3 separate regions of the Mus musculus genome follow, and regions 1 and 2 are each linked to region 3. The links are chromatin contacts, called in public Hi-C maps. All regions are on one chromosome and are shown on one strand. The core of a region is the stretch at or near the end of the contact, and the rest is flanking DNA. Distances in the headings are between cores, read along the strand shown. Region 1 overlaps Csmd2 (CUB and Sushi multiple domains 2). Region 2 has its middle 140 kb from the start of Gm40255. Region 3 holds the start of Csmd2 (CUB and Sushi multiple domains 2).

Region 1 (5,026 bases), core at 1,936-4,435, 230 kb after region 3:
TCTTCAATCCCCACCGTCACATCTCCTCCCAACTTCATGTCTTCTTTTCTTCTTAACATATGAAGTCCATTTAGGGCAGCCAGTATGTATGTGAGTGTAGGCCACCTATTGCAAGAGGGGCAGCCTCTCAAGGACCCCATCCCTAAAGAAAAAGGACTCCCCTCTCCCAACAGTGATCAGTTGCCCAGGGCGCCTCAGCTAGGTATGGGGCTCCCTGCCTACTGCCCGCACCATACTAGGATTTTGTCTGGCTCAGTTGCCCAGCCACTGTCAGATCATATGTGTGACTCCCCTGCCGTGTCCAGGAAGCACCCTTTAGCTGTAATCGACCACTGCCTCTGGCTCTTATAATTATCCCGCCCCCTCTTCCATCCTCAAGCTTGTGGGGAGAGGATGTGGTATTGATGGTCCATTCTGGGCTGGCCACTCTGCATTCTCCTATTCTCTGCATGTTGACCAATTGTGGGTTTCTCTGTCAAACATCATCTACTGCAAGGAGCCTCTCTGATGAAGACTGAGAGATGTACTGATCTGTAGTTATAACAAGGTGTCTTTAGGATGCAGTTTATTATTACATCCATTTAGCAGAATATTAGTGGTAGGCCTGTGACCCAGCCCATCTTGGGTTCTTGACCCATTAGTAGAGCCAAGAATAAGTTCTTTTTTTGTAGAGTGGGCCTTATGTCCAATCAGAAAGTGTTTGTTTGGTTACTCCCATAACATTGGTACCACTGTTGTCAGTGGGCATTTATTTATTTTGGCTGGCTTGCCATTAGCAGCTTGCTGGGTTCACAGCCCAGTAAGACTGGTAGCTACTTTTCTTCTCCCCAGTAGCATGCATAGCACCTTCCAGCACCGTGAAAGCTGACCAGTAAGGATGAAGCTTCCAGGTCACTAGTAGCTTAAACTTGAGTCAAATGTGTCTTTGGCAGTGGTCTCTTACCATCACATTTGGGAAGTGTCCAAGAGAGTGACCAAGAACAGTGACGACATCCTATAATGCTTTGGGGGCTGATATGGGACCCCGGCCTTTCTTGCTGATACCTGCAAAGACCACAACTACACAGTCACATACCCACCCCTCAAAATGTTGAAACCATTGGCCCGAGTCAGATCACATAACCGCAGACCTCTTGCTCACACTGGGGTAGAGATAAACCTAAGGATGGGAACCCTGGGGTCTAGAGAGTTGAACATTAAGACTGTCTGTCCTTCACAAAAGTTGTCAGTCTTTTGACACTCTGAGCACTGTGTCCCCAGGGGTGGGTTTTATGTTGAGCCGAAGAATGTGTAAGATTTTGCTACCAGCCTGGAACAGGAAGGAAGGCTCCCTGCTGTCGGGGGCATCGTAAGCTGGGCACAGGGAATGGAGCAGGGTGATGACTGTACACAAACCTCAATGAGCAGCAGAAGAGTGTGGGTCAGGGAGGGCCTCGCCCCATGTTCACAGAGAGGGGTCTACAGTGGCAGAAAGCTACTGAAAGCCTTAAGCACAGGGGCAAGAATACCCTGAGTATTAATGGAGTCAAACTTGAAGGCCCAGATGGCAGCTGGAAAAGTTGTTTGCAGGCACTGGAGCAGGAGAGGGACCAGCCTGGGCTGCTGCAACTCTGAAGTGGGAAGGGAAGAGCCTTCAAAGCATCTCAGATATAGGGTTGGAGTGATAGCTTAGTTGGTAGAGTACACACCTAACAAGTAGGGAAGCCCTTGGATCAATCCTTAGCGTCAAACACACTGCGCATGCACACCTATAACTCCAGCACGCAGGAGGTAGGTGTGGGGGCATCCTAAAGTTCAAGGTCATCCTTCGATACACCGAAAATTTGTGGCTAGCCCGAGATAAGTGAAACCTGGAGGCTCATAAAAAGGGCAATGAAGGTAGGAGAGGAGTTGGTGGCCATCCATGTCTCTGATTGAATGCCTGTGGGGGCCACATACTGAGCAAAGTGTGTATGTGGGACAAGGGGGAAAAGGTAAGGCTAAGGTAGAGGAGATGGTTGGTACCTGCTGGCCACTCTAGCATAAAACAGGCATTGTAAGGAAGCCGACTCTACAGCAAGGATGGAAATCAGGCTGCCCAGGGACAGGGCACTTCGTAGCTCCGAAAAACAGAACTTTGGGATAAGATGTGTAAGGATGATCAATGAACTCATAGTCACGTCAGCCAAATATGGTGTCTGATTTCTCTGGAGTCAACAACTTATGTTTATCTTTACCTTCACTGTCATGGGCCACCCCCTGTCTTGATCACCAGTCCCCCTTCATCACCGTTTATCCATCTCTACATAGTTCTTCTGCCTTGCCTTGTCTGGCATTGGCCCTGACCCTGGGAGCATAGAGATGGAAAAGACAAGCGAGGCCTGTGCCTTGTGAAAACCTATGATTCCCAGAGAACCACAGAGCAAAGAGCAGACACCTGTGAGACCTCATAACAGGTGATGAGATGGGGGGAGGAAGACCCCATGATAGAAAGGTCGGGGTGCCATCACTAAGGGGAAAGGTGGAACTTTCCTGCTGCGGGGGGAGCACTGTGGAGCCATCACCATGTCCTAGCTGCCTTTGAACCTCATGCATGGCTTGGAATGTGTCTCCTGAGGTTTTATCCACCTTGAATTATCAGAGGCTAGGTAAGATCAAGGTCCCAAGTTGGCAGACGCACCCAGGAAGCAGTGGGGACAGTACAAGGATCAGGGAGCTGAGCCTAACCCTGGTGAGCAAGCAGACAAACTGAGGCTGAGACAAGGAACCTGCTGTGGTACCCAGCTGGGTGATGCCCCTGCTACCTCTCCATCCCTGCTACACAGCACTGCTTTAGGTCACACCAAGAAACTGTTTGCTTCTGATGGAGCCCATGAAATTGCATCTGTTGTATCCATCAGGAGCCAGGCCATAAATAACTAGCCTTTTAAAATCTCATCTCATGCATCTCTCGGAGTTGGAAATAGCATTACAAGCTCCATAGCCAAGCCGTAGGAAAGGATTAGTGCCCTAGCAGGCCGCTGGCATGCATTGAGTCCGCAGGGCCAAGGCCCTGGCTCCCAAGCTCTCTACTGAGGAGCAGTGTGACTTCTCCTCCTCCCTTCTGCAGGTGACAGCACGCTTTCAGAAAGAAAACAAAAGTCTGAGCTGGGAGAGCGGGCCTCAAGGCTATGTTGTCTGCCATAGACACGGGGGCTCTGCAGGAGCTTGGGGCTCACAGTTCTGTGCGTGGGAAGTGGAAGTAGGGCAGCTGGCCTGCCCCCCATGGCTCTGACGGCATGCAACAGGTTTGTACTAAGTACTTCATCTGCTAGGAGGCCTGTGCCAGGGCTGTGAAGGGCACAGACAACAAGATGCTGTCCTCAACCTCTCCCGAGGAGCTGCCAGGTGCCTGGCGGCGTGGCTAAGACAGATGGAAGACATTGTTTGGGGCCCTTCTGGGGCCCTGCATTCTGGCAAGCCTCTATCTTCCAGAAGAGTGTTGATCCATTCGGAATGTCCAAGGTCTCCATTCCTTTATTTGGCTACAAGTGTGCATTCCGTTCATTCCTGGCTGAGTCCAGCCTATATCCCACCAGTGTTTCTCCCCACTGTGGCTCCTGCAAGCACTTTCTAGGTTCCTAGGACTGATCTACCTCTTTCTCTATCTTCTTTCTCTTCTCTCTCTCTCTCTCTCTCTCTCTCTCTCTCTCTCTCTCTCTCTCTCTCTCTCTCTCTCTCTCTGCCTTTAATAGTTTTAATTTAATCTTAGCCTCTTTCCAACCAGTGGCTGGGTTATGACGTTCACAGACTCATCAAGGCAGCAGGATTCACACAGAGAACTGGTACTTGATAGTCTGTTAGAATGGTTGGACTCTACAGTCTGAGTCATTTGGGAAGGGAAGGAAGGACACAAAAAGAAAATTAGACTTTTGGTATCCCAGGCCATTTGTCACCTAAGCTTCTGCTTCTTAAGAAAGAGTCTCACTGTATAGGCCTGGCTGGCCCAGAACTTGCTGTGTGGGCCAGGCTGGCTCCTAGCTCACAAGGATCCACCTGCCTTTTCCTCCTAAGTGTTGGGGTTAAAGGTGTGAAGCAGCATGCCAGGTTGACTCAAGATTCTTGAAGAGTAGCCTACACTGTGCTCCCAGTCTTTGGTTCCTGTTATTCCCCTCATCTCCTTCCTCCTCCAAACCTCAGCCTTCCTTGAGCCCGTTCACTCTTAGGGCATTTCAGATGCCATCTTGGAGGACATTCTATAACACTTATACTGGGTATTTTATTTAGAGTGTTTTCTCCTTTTTCCACCTTCCTGATTTTTTGGCTTTGTTTTGTTGGTGGTGGTACTGAGGTTTGAACCCAAGACCTTGCAAGTGCTCTCTCTACTTTGGTGCTGTTTTTCCAACTTCTCTCTTTCTGGTCCTCATTGGACTTCTCTAAGCCTTCCTCCTAATTCAAAGCTCTGATCCTGCCTGATTGCCCTGCTCTGGGAACACATTCACTTGGGGTGAGCTTACCTGCCGTCAAGGCTTCAGTTACCACCTGTTGGTTTTGAAAGCCAAAGCTGGCTCCCTAGACCACCTCTCCACTGAATATCAAACTATAGAGCCAATCACTTGGTGGGCGTTGTGTCAACCACATACCATCACTGCCTCTACCCCAGATCGTTCCACCTTTGCTCATCATTGACTGCATAAAAGGCTGTAATGGCTGGTTTTGGGTGGAAACTTGACACAAGCTAGACTCATCCAAGAGGATGGAGTCTCAGTTAAGAAAATGCCTCCATGAGATCCAGCTATAAGGCATTTTCTCAATTAGTGACCAGTGGGGGAGGGCCCAGCCATTGTCCATGGAGCCATCCCTGGGCTAATGGTCCTGGGTTCTATAAGAAGGCAGGCAGAGCAAGCCATAGGAAGCAAGCCAGTAAGCAGCATCCTTCCATGACTTCTGCCACAGCTCCTGTCTCCCAGTTCCAGCCCAGCTTGAGTTCTTGTCTTGACTTCCTCCAATGATGGAAGTGTAAGTCAAATAAACCATCTCCTCTCCAACTTGCTTTTTGGTCATGGTG
Region 2 (4,518 bases), core at 1,364-3,863, 220 kb before region 3:
TTCAAAGATCAGAGATAAATGAGCTCTGGGGTTAAGGTGAGGCCAGAAGTCAGGAGCAACACTCAGTGTGAGAACACGGGGAACCACTCTTCTCCAGGAAGGAGAGCAAGCCAGGACAGAGGCGTGGAACTAGGCACAGTGGGGAGGGAATGGGGCAAGCGGATAGGTTCCCAGTGCCTGCTGGGATCTGGAGAAGGAGAATGATAGGGGAGGATCTAGAATACCCAAGGCATAAGTGGGCAGTTCTATTACAGGCCCAGGGTGAAGGCCGGCTGCTTTAATTGTAACCCTAAGGATGGAGCGAGGATGACAAGGGGTGATGGATGGAGAGCCCCCTCTTGGAGGAGTTGACAGTCTGAGCTTGAAGAAAACCGTAAATCAGAGGCAGTTGAGGGGCTTACTGGGTAAAGTGCTTGCTATGCAAGCATAAGAATTCATTTTGATCCCTGGAACTTACATAAAACAGCTGGGAATGGTGGTACTCGCTTGTAGTGTCAGAACTGGGAAAGTGCAGACAAATGGGTCCTTGGGGGCTTGCGCTGTCCAGCCAGCCAATTTGAACACACACACACACACACACACACACACACACACACACACACACACACACATCACACTCATGCACATATACAACACACCAAAAAAGGGGGGGGGCAAAAGAACAAAAATTGGAATTTCTGTATCCTTCCACTGCCTTCTTCTATGCTGTGCCCACCTCTCTTTCTTAGCTTCGGGTATTAGGTTTATAGTACTGCCTAGATCTACCGCTAGGTATGCTCTTCTGTCCTGGGAGCCTATATCAGGGCCAGCCACCCCTGGATCTGTGGGACACTAGTGTCGTGATTCACACAAGTTGCCCTCCACTGACTGTATGCATTTATGTGAATGTCTGTCCTCTCTTTCCCCACCCACCACTGTTAGTATCCACACCCATGCTCTATGTGAACCCTTAAAAGCACACGTGCCTTTGGGGAATGAGGGTTGCTTTAGTCTGTGTAAGTATGACCACGTCTCTTGTATCTTCGATCACCCTGTGTGTTTGAATTTCTGCCCAATGTGGCTGTGCACACATCTTGTTTCGCTGTTGCTTTGTCTTCTGAGAGCCCTTGGCTTGCTTCTGGTTCCCTCTTCCACACATCAGGGGGCATGTGGATTTTTGTGCATGCTCCTCTGGGCTGGTGTGGGGTTTTTTTTTTTTTTTTTTTTGGAAGATTTCGGGGTCATAGGATATATCCTTCTTCAGCTTGCTCTGTAATGTGACTGTACCAGTCAGTCTACATTCCACCTGTCCAAACATAGCCCCATCTGACCCTTCCAGACACACCTGCCCAGACCTGTGCCTGTATGACCCTTCCAGCCACAGCTTCTGTTCCTTGCATCCTAAGTTTCCGCTGCACGATGTATATTCACAGTAAAGCTGTGCATTTCTGGGAACTGCCAATGACCATGTTTTATAGGCTAGCACACTAGAGAAGGGGTATTTGTGGCTCATGTTCACACAGCTTAGCCTGGTCCAAGTAGGCAAACCCAAGAGACTCTCGGTATACCATGGCCCTGTCTCTTTACTCCAAGGTCAAAGATTTTTCTTATTTTACAGAAATGGAAAAAAGAAGCCCACAAACTTGAAGCTACTGGAGATAAGAGGGAAAACTCACGCCTGAAATTACCTTCCTTCCCCAAAGGAGTCCCACCTGTGGAGTATGGATGAGCTGGAGTAGGGCTGGACCCCAACCACATCACGTAAAGCAGCCAGGGCTCAGATGACCAACTCTACGGGTCCCTTTCTCCCATGCCCAGCCCTGGGGCCAAGATGATCGTGTGGCTCTGACATTAGCCTGAGTTTTCCTAGGCTTTAGCTCTGAGTTGTACCTTGACTTTATTAAAAATTTTTAATTTATTTTTAAAATGTTCGTTTTATTTTTTTCCCTCCCTCCCTCCCTTCTTTCCTTCCTTCCTTCCTTCCTTTTGTGTGCAGGTTACTGAGAAGGCCAGATGAGCATGTCACACCCCCTGGAGCTGGAGTAGCAGGTGTTTGTGAGCTGCTGGATGTAGGTGCTGAGAACCAAACCCAGGTCCTCTGTATGGGCAGAAGTGTTCCTAACAGCAGAGTCCTTGCTCCAGGCCCACACAATTGTAAATTGTTCCAGTGGATTAAAGCTGGTTTGGGAAACCCAAGGCCACATGGAAGTCAGTTCAAGGTTTATGACAGCATTCAGGGATGTTCACATTGTAAGCAAAAGAACTGAGCAGGTTCTGTGATGTATCCACACTGGAGTCCTCAAATGGTTTCTTGGGGGGGGGTGCAGTTATCTCCTGTTCTCTTATGCCTCAGGATATTATTTTCTCAGTGAATGTGGGTGTGGGAGGGCCAGGATGGAGTGGAGGACACTGTCTATTGGGACTGACCTTTCCAGGTGCCTCTGCCATCAGACCAGGCAACAAGCATGAAAGGTGCCTCTGCCGTCAGACCAGGCAACAGGCTCACCCATAAGGAGTGATGTCCACATTAGGAATGCTCCTTTTGGTCTCATGCTGCTAGGTGCCACATGTCTAGACTGTATATATCTCTTCCCAGCCTCTGCAGTGAGAGCCAGGAAATTGGTCTCCTTTGTTGCGTGTTCTTTATGCAAGAGCAGACGCAGCCGCCTCCACACCTCCGCCTCCCCTCAGTTCCCCAAATCCACCCTGGAATCACAGGCAATTTAACAGGCAGATCTAATCTCACCAAGGTTTCAGAGCCATCCAGTCTCTGTCTGTCCTGTCCTTCTTCTCCTCTTCCTCCTCCTCCTCCTCTTCCTCCTCCTTCTCTTCCTCCTGCTCCTCCCCAGAGGAGACAGGACAGAGACCTGGAAGGCAGTGGTCAGAAGTCCTGCTCAGCAGTGACTCTTCCTACCGGACAAGTCCCCGGCATTTCTGAGACACTGTAAACTGATGGCTAAAATACAGAGTGACTAGGGAGTCACAAAGGCCTGGTTACAAGCCACGTGAACTTGAGCTAGGGACTAGATCTCTCTGTGTCTAGACCTCCTGCCAACAAGATGTGGGGGCACTGATATGAAACCTACTATCAGCAAAACTTGCCTGACTGGCTTGTTTGTGGTACTCACATGTGGTGAGGCCTATTTTAAATGTCAGAACCACGGCCAGTTTCCGGTAAGTGAGAAGCAGGTATAATGAGCAGGCTTATGGTTGATGAAAATGGCCGGCCGTGCAGCAATGGAAACTGGGGAGTGGGGGGAGTGGGAGGGGAGCTGACTGGCTACATGATCTTGTACCTCATTCCCATTGCTATCCAGAATTCAGAGATTCTACATGTATGCAGAAGGGATTCCTAGGCACCAGCACGGAGTTCACTGGGGGGGAAAAGTTGTGACAGTTAATACTGTCATTTTAACAGCCTCTAGAATCATCTGTGAGGAACTTTCTAGAATGTGTTGATTGCAGTGGAAATACCCCACCTCACCCAATCCCTTGGCTAGGGTCTCAGACTGAATAAGAAGAGCGTGAACTGAGAACTCACATTCAACAACACTCTCTGCTTTCTGACTGTGAACACAAGACCTCAAGCTCCTGTCACCATGGCCTTCCTACCGTAGTGGACTGTACTCTTGATCATCCCCCTCCCTTTAGTTGGCTAGCTTAATGCAGCAGCAAGGAATGCAATTAATTCCCTGCTAGGGCCAATGAGGCTCACATGTTTGGGACCTCTATTTTGGCTAGAGCTCACAGAAACTCATGCGGCACATTAAAGGTTAAAAAGCACTCTGAGGGTAGTGAGAGGTGGAGGAGGAACCCCTAGAAAGTCCCAGAGACCTGGCATGTGAGCGGATCTCAGGATTCAACGGGGATGAACTTAGCCCCAATATCCAACAGTGGGAAGATGGAACCTGAAGAGACCACCTCCAGTATATAGATATGGCCCCAAGTGGAGGGATAGGGTAAGCAATGTACCTTCAGAATTTTTGATCGAGAATTGTTCCTGTCTAAGAGAAATTCAGGGACAAAAATGGAGTAGAGATTGAAGGAAAGGCCATCCAGTGACTGGCACAACTTGGGATCTATCCCATGGGGCAGGGGCACCAAACCCTGACACTATTATAGATGCAATGTTGTGCTTATAGACAGGAGCATAGCATGGCTGTCCTCTGAGAGGTTCTACCAGCAGCTAACTGATACAGATTCAGATACTTACAGCCAACTGTTGGACTGAGGTCAGAATCTGTATGGAAGTGTTAGGGAAAGGATTGAAGGAACTGGAGGGAATGGCAACCCCATAGGAAGAAAAACAGTGTCAACTAACTCAGACACCCTGGGAGCTCCCAGAGACTGAGCCACCAACCAAAGAGCATACACAGGCTGGGCAGTGGTGGCACACGCCTTCAATCCCAGCACCTGGGAGGCAGAGGCAGGCAGATTTCTGAGTTCAAGGCCATCCTGGTCTACAGAGTGAGTTCCAGGACAGTCTGAGCTATACAAAGAAACCCTGTCTCGAAAAACCAACCAACCAACCAAACAAAC
Region 3 (4,478 bases), core at 865-3,364:
ATCCTCCCCCACTCTGCAGGGCTGGTGGGAAGACACAGCCAACCTCAGCTAGCTGAGCTCTTTGGGGGCCTGGGCCTGGACAATGAGAAACGAACAGCCCCCTCCTCGCTACCCTAGGCATATAAAGCAGGCCTTTCACTGAGGTTTTCTGGCCGCTTCAGTTGGTTCTTGGCACTCAGAGAGACTGAGTCGGGATGGGCCAGTGTGATGGGGGTGGGGAATGGGACCCGCGATTCACAGGATTCTCCATACCCACTCCGGGGGCCACCAGGCGCCTTCCCCAGCTGTGGGATGAGCTCATGCAGGGAAACCGGAACCGCCAGGGTTGGGGTTGGGGCAGAAAGAGAAAGACTCGTACCAAGCGCTCTGAGAAAGTGTGGCTCTGTGGAGCAAGTTTTTGGTGGGAATAAGAAGTAGCGTCCACTCCTCCTCCATATCCCCCTCCACTCCAATCCCAGACAGAACCCCGAAGCCCTATTGTACGCCTTTCCTGAGAAATTCACAGGCTCGCCGCCGACAGCTGGTCAACTTGGGTTGCAGAAACCCCCTAACCCAAGTTGCCAACCCTGAAGTCCCTCTCTTAACCCTTCCCAGGAAATGTCCCGGCCTCGCCGCCCGCCATCAGGGTTCCCGGGCTCCTGAGCCTCCAGGATGACAGAACGCCAGCTTGGCCAAATCACTTGATTGCCAGACTGCCTAAACGCAAGATCTGCCTCTCTGGGTGACTCTGGCAGAGGGGGGTGGGGTGGGATGTACATCGGCAGGTGCTTTTACGCTGCGCTCGCCAGGCGGAGCCTTCTCCCCCTGCCATGTTGCTCGCGGTCCTCTCCGGCCTCCCTCATCTCCCTAGGCGTCTCTTCGCCCTAGGCAAGAGTTTGGCGTAGGCAACGAAGGGGCCCTCGTGACTGGCAGAGCAGCCTAGGGTAGACCAGCCTGAGACCGCTGCTGAGGCGGAGGGGGGTTGGTGTGTGTGTGTGTGTGTGTGGGGGGGAACTACGCTGCGCCCTTGTGGGTCTGAAGGCAGCCGCTACCAGCCTGTAGAAGATAAGGGTTCACTTCCTTGGGAGAAACTCATCTGGTTTGGGGCCCTGGTTGGGTGGGTATGGGGGACAAGCAGAGTCCAGTCACTTAAATTAGAGGGTAAATTGTTCAAGGGACTCGTACACAACACTTCCATCAATCCCATACCCGCTCCCGCCCCCAATCTCAGTATACATCCCTGCGGTTTTGTCTTAGACTAGGGGTAGGACTGCCCTGGACTGAATGAAGGGACCATTCACCACCCCCACCCCTCCTGTTTCACTCACCCTTCAATTCTTAACCCTGTCTTCTTCTGTGTCCACGAACCCATCTCCTGGGGTGGGCTACAGCTAGCTGAGCTCCAGAGTGTCCTCCCCAGACCCAAGACTACAAGTTCAAAGCCAGTACCCAAGATTTTCTCGCAAGACCCACGACTCCGGGGAACTGCAATCTTCTTTGGTTACCTCTCCCCAGACAGTATTCCCATTTCCAAACGTGGAGGAGGCGTGTGTGTGTGTGCCTGAGTATGCAAGAGTGTGTGTTTCTGTGCGTGAGTGCGTGTGTGTGTGTGTGTGTGTGTGTGTGTGTGTGTGTACACGGGAGGGGATGTACTGATGGTGATCTTTTACATGAAAACCGGAGGACTGAACTTAAAAGAAACTGGTCAATTGTAGAACAAATAGGAATAAACAACCCTTTAGATGTAATTTGTGGTTTATTAGGGGGTGCAGGTGGCGCTGAAGAACACCCCCCCATCCAGTTTTTTTTTTTTCCTTAACTGCGCCTCCACCCCCAGCATTTGGAGCGGCGGAGAAGCGGCTCCGGAGTGATTAATCCGGGGATAATTCACCCCCCCCCCGCCCCCCGGCGCGAACCCCGCGAAGCGGGATTGGAGCGAGTCATTTCCGAGAGCGCAGCGCGCCTCTCCCCGGCCGGGCGGACACTTGGTTCATTCCAGCCGCAGAAGCTCAGGGCTCCCGCGTACCGGGATTTTTTTCCCCCCCTCCCGGAGCAGGAAGAAAAAAAAAAAAAAAAAAAAAAAAAAAAGCTACAGAGCTCTCCTGACCTCCTTTCTCCTCGGCGGCGGGCGAAGCCTCTCCCTCGGGCTGCTGGCCGCGCTATGCCGCGCTCGCGGGGACCGGAGCAAGGATGTTGCGGCTGCCCGGCAGTGAGGGCTCGCGGCGAAATCGGGATTTGGGCGCTTGTGCCGGGTACCGGGAGTCGCTGGGGCCGCCCGCCGCCACCACCACCGCCGCCACCACCGCCGCCACCGCTGCTGCTGCTGCTGGGCTGGGGGCTGCTCAGTGCCTCGGCTGCCGCGGGTGAGTCTGACCGCGCCGCCCGCCCCACCCGAGCCCACCCAACCTCGACGCGGTCCCAGTCCCTTCCCCCACCTCGGCTTGGCTTCCTTCTTCCGATTACCCACCCTGCTGCTCATCCTCCTCTCTGTCTGCCCAGATCACCTACTCCATCTTCGACCACATCCTCACCTCTACCCTCATGGATGTCCCCAACCCCAGCTACAACTTAGCCGGATCCGGCCGGTATGGGGGGCCTGGGAGACAGACATCCCCCTCCATGGGTTGCGGGCCACCTGGACTGTGGCTTCAGTTTCTCCTGTCTCCCAGCCCCCCAAGATGCCAAGCTTTTCCGGGATAAACTTTCCCAGAGCCATACTCCCCCATCTCTCCCCATTCCGCCTGGCACACCCGTCCTGGGGGTTGGAGAGTCTCGGCGCGCCCCCTCCGCGTCTGGAGGGTCTGTCTTTCCCTGCCCCCGCCCATTTTCTCCGACCAAAGCCTTTGCCCCCGCCCAAACAGCCCTGAGACTGCGGTCACCACCCACCTCCTCAGACGCCCTCCGCCCGCCCCCTCGGTGCTTGGGCTGGGGGCGGGATGCAGGTGGGCGCGCGCCCAGGTCGGGGGTCCGTGCAATCTTTCTTGAAGGGCTCATGTGAAGATCTGAAGGGGGGTTGAACCACTGGAGGTGGAGGAGGAGGTCGTGCCGGGTGGGGAGGGAGGAGGGGGAATGTCACTGCCAGGGTCCGTGCCGACACATCCCCTCTACTGGCTCCTACTCCGCGCCAAAGTGCCCTTTCCCGCGCCCTGCTGCAGCCAAACGCCTGGGCTGCGGCATCCGTGGCTCGGGTGGCAGACTCGATCTCCTTAAGCCAGCCCGGACAGACCTGAAGGGTGTGGAGAGTCGCGGGACTTTAGGATGGATGTGTGGTTGCAGCTTACAGTTCCTGGGAGAGAGGCATGTGGACCCTTTAGTGAGCCCAGTTGCTCTAAAGGTTGTTGGTTTCAACTGGTCTTCTACTTTACCCACGGCACCTTCAGATGCTTAGCCACAACCTAGAAAGTTCCGTGTGCCCGTGGGGGGACCGGTCCAAACGGGGATGCCTGGAGCTGCGTTTTCACTTTACTGGATGCTGACACCCGCTGGGGAAGAACACCCGAAGCACCTGATGCCTGGGCCTGGAGCCGGGACACCCCGCCCCACAGTAGTGGTTTTGTTGTTGTTGCTTGTTTGCTTGGTGTTTTAAAACCACAGGTTGAGCCTCTCAAGCCTTGTCCTGGGCCATCCCCAAGCCCTGGCGCTTCTTGGAAAGTGTGCCCCCTCCCGTGGTTGGCCAGTGTGTGGTAAAAACTCTCATGCCCTCTCTGGCTTTCAGCATCTTGTGAAATGTCCCATCAGACGTTGTCATTCACCATATAACCATTCAGTGTTGGGGTTTCCTGTCAGGGAGGGCTCCCCAAGACAGTCTTGTCTGTTTATCCCTACTTGACCGGACTTTCTCAGGTAATCCTAAGAAGTCATAGCCACTGACACCCAGAGAGGGGCGCCCGCGGTGCGCGTGCCTCTCTCAGCTTAGGCCTCTCCGCACACCCACACCCACCGGGAGGCCGCTCACACCAAATGCTTCTGGTCACCAAGACTTATCACATGAGCTGTGGGGTCCGTTGTTACTTGCTGTGGGGCCCATTGGATGTTTGTCCAGGCAAAGGCCCCCTTTGCCTTGGCCAATTGGAACTTGTTTGGGATTGCTAGATTTGTTTTCCTTGCTAGGTTTGCCCCTGCCCCTTTGAGTATGCCATGCCCCTGGGGAGAGAAAAAGGCCAACTCACCCGGGCCTGCACAGTATTCTGCAGTGCTGGAAGGCTGCCTTTTTGAGATCCATTTGTCGTTGTCTCTTGGGTAGGTACCTAAGTTGGAGTGTATGTGTGTCTAAAGGAGGGGCAGTTGCTCTCTGGTGGGCCCAGACCTGGCTCCCAGAGCGCTCACTTCTTTTGGAAGCTTTCCTGTGCATTTCCACCAACTATCCGGCCTTGTAGGCAGCAGACATTTGGAAATGGAGTTAGTGAAGGGAGGTGGGCAGGAAGTGGTGTGAGAGGTATGGGAGAGGCATTCTTTTTGTGATCTCTGCATACTGTTGACCATGAAATGTGCTTTGGGGC

What was found. Hi-C and Micro-C count contacts between places; a contact is called where the count stands out from the background.
Region 1: a Hi-C map of cerebellum shows a contact between it and region 3, with 2.1 times the contacts expected there. The contact joins the enhancer-like site here to the promoter of Csmd2 in region 3. A contact is called at or near these places in 3 of 39 promoter capture datasets (the 3T3-L1 cell line, the C10 cell line and hippocampal neurons), 2 of 484 Hi-C or Micro-C datasets (both in cerebellum), 3 of 115 datasets of contacts at active chromatin or transcription factors (embryonic forebrain, embryonic hindbrain and forebrain) and 1 of 9 other capture datasets (pancreatic islet).
Region 2: a contact with region 3 is called in a Hi-C map of cerebral cortex, with 7 times the contacts expected there. The contact joins the enhancer-like site here to the promoter of Csmd2 in region 3. A contact is called at or near these places in 2 of 39 promoter capture datasets (hippocampal neurons and pre-B cells), 1 of 484 Hi-C or Micro-C datasets (cerebral cortex), 4 of 115 datasets of contacts at active chromatin or transcription factors (embryonic basal ganglia, embryonic forebrain, forebrain and 1 more) and 1 of 9 other capture datasets (adipose tissue).

The regions. Positions count from the first base shown.
Region 1 is chr4:128,215,081-128,220,106 of GRCm38.p6, forward strand. All of the region lies in intron 5 of Csmd2 (CUB and Sushi multiple domains 2), which reads left to right. Among named protein-coding and RNA genes, the nearest start is that of Hmgb4, 43 kb to the right of the region's middle. Within about 2 kb of position 3,186, at least 12 of the 459 cell types and tissues checked have an H3K27ac peak or open chromatin away from gene starts, as enhancers often do. A contact at or near this core is called in cerebellum, where this site is marked.
Region 2 is chr4:127,761,313-127,765,830 of GRCm38.p6, forward strand. No RefSeq gene overlaps it. Among named protein-coding and RNA genes, the nearest start is that of Gm40255, 140 kb to the left of the region's middle. Within about 2 kb of position 2,614, at least 9 of the 459 cell types and tissues checked have an H3K27ac peak or open chromatin away from gene starts, as enhancers often do. A contact at or near this core is called in cerebral cortex and hippocampal neurons, where this site is marked.
Region 3 is chr4:127,985,930-127,990,407 of GRCm38.p6, forward strand. It overlaps Csmd2 (CUB and Sushi multiple domains 2), which reads left to right and starts at 2,115. Exons shown (of 71, transcript NM_001281955.1): 1 at 2,115-2,342. The coding sequence starts at 2,141. It also overlaps a transcript of CK137956 not described here.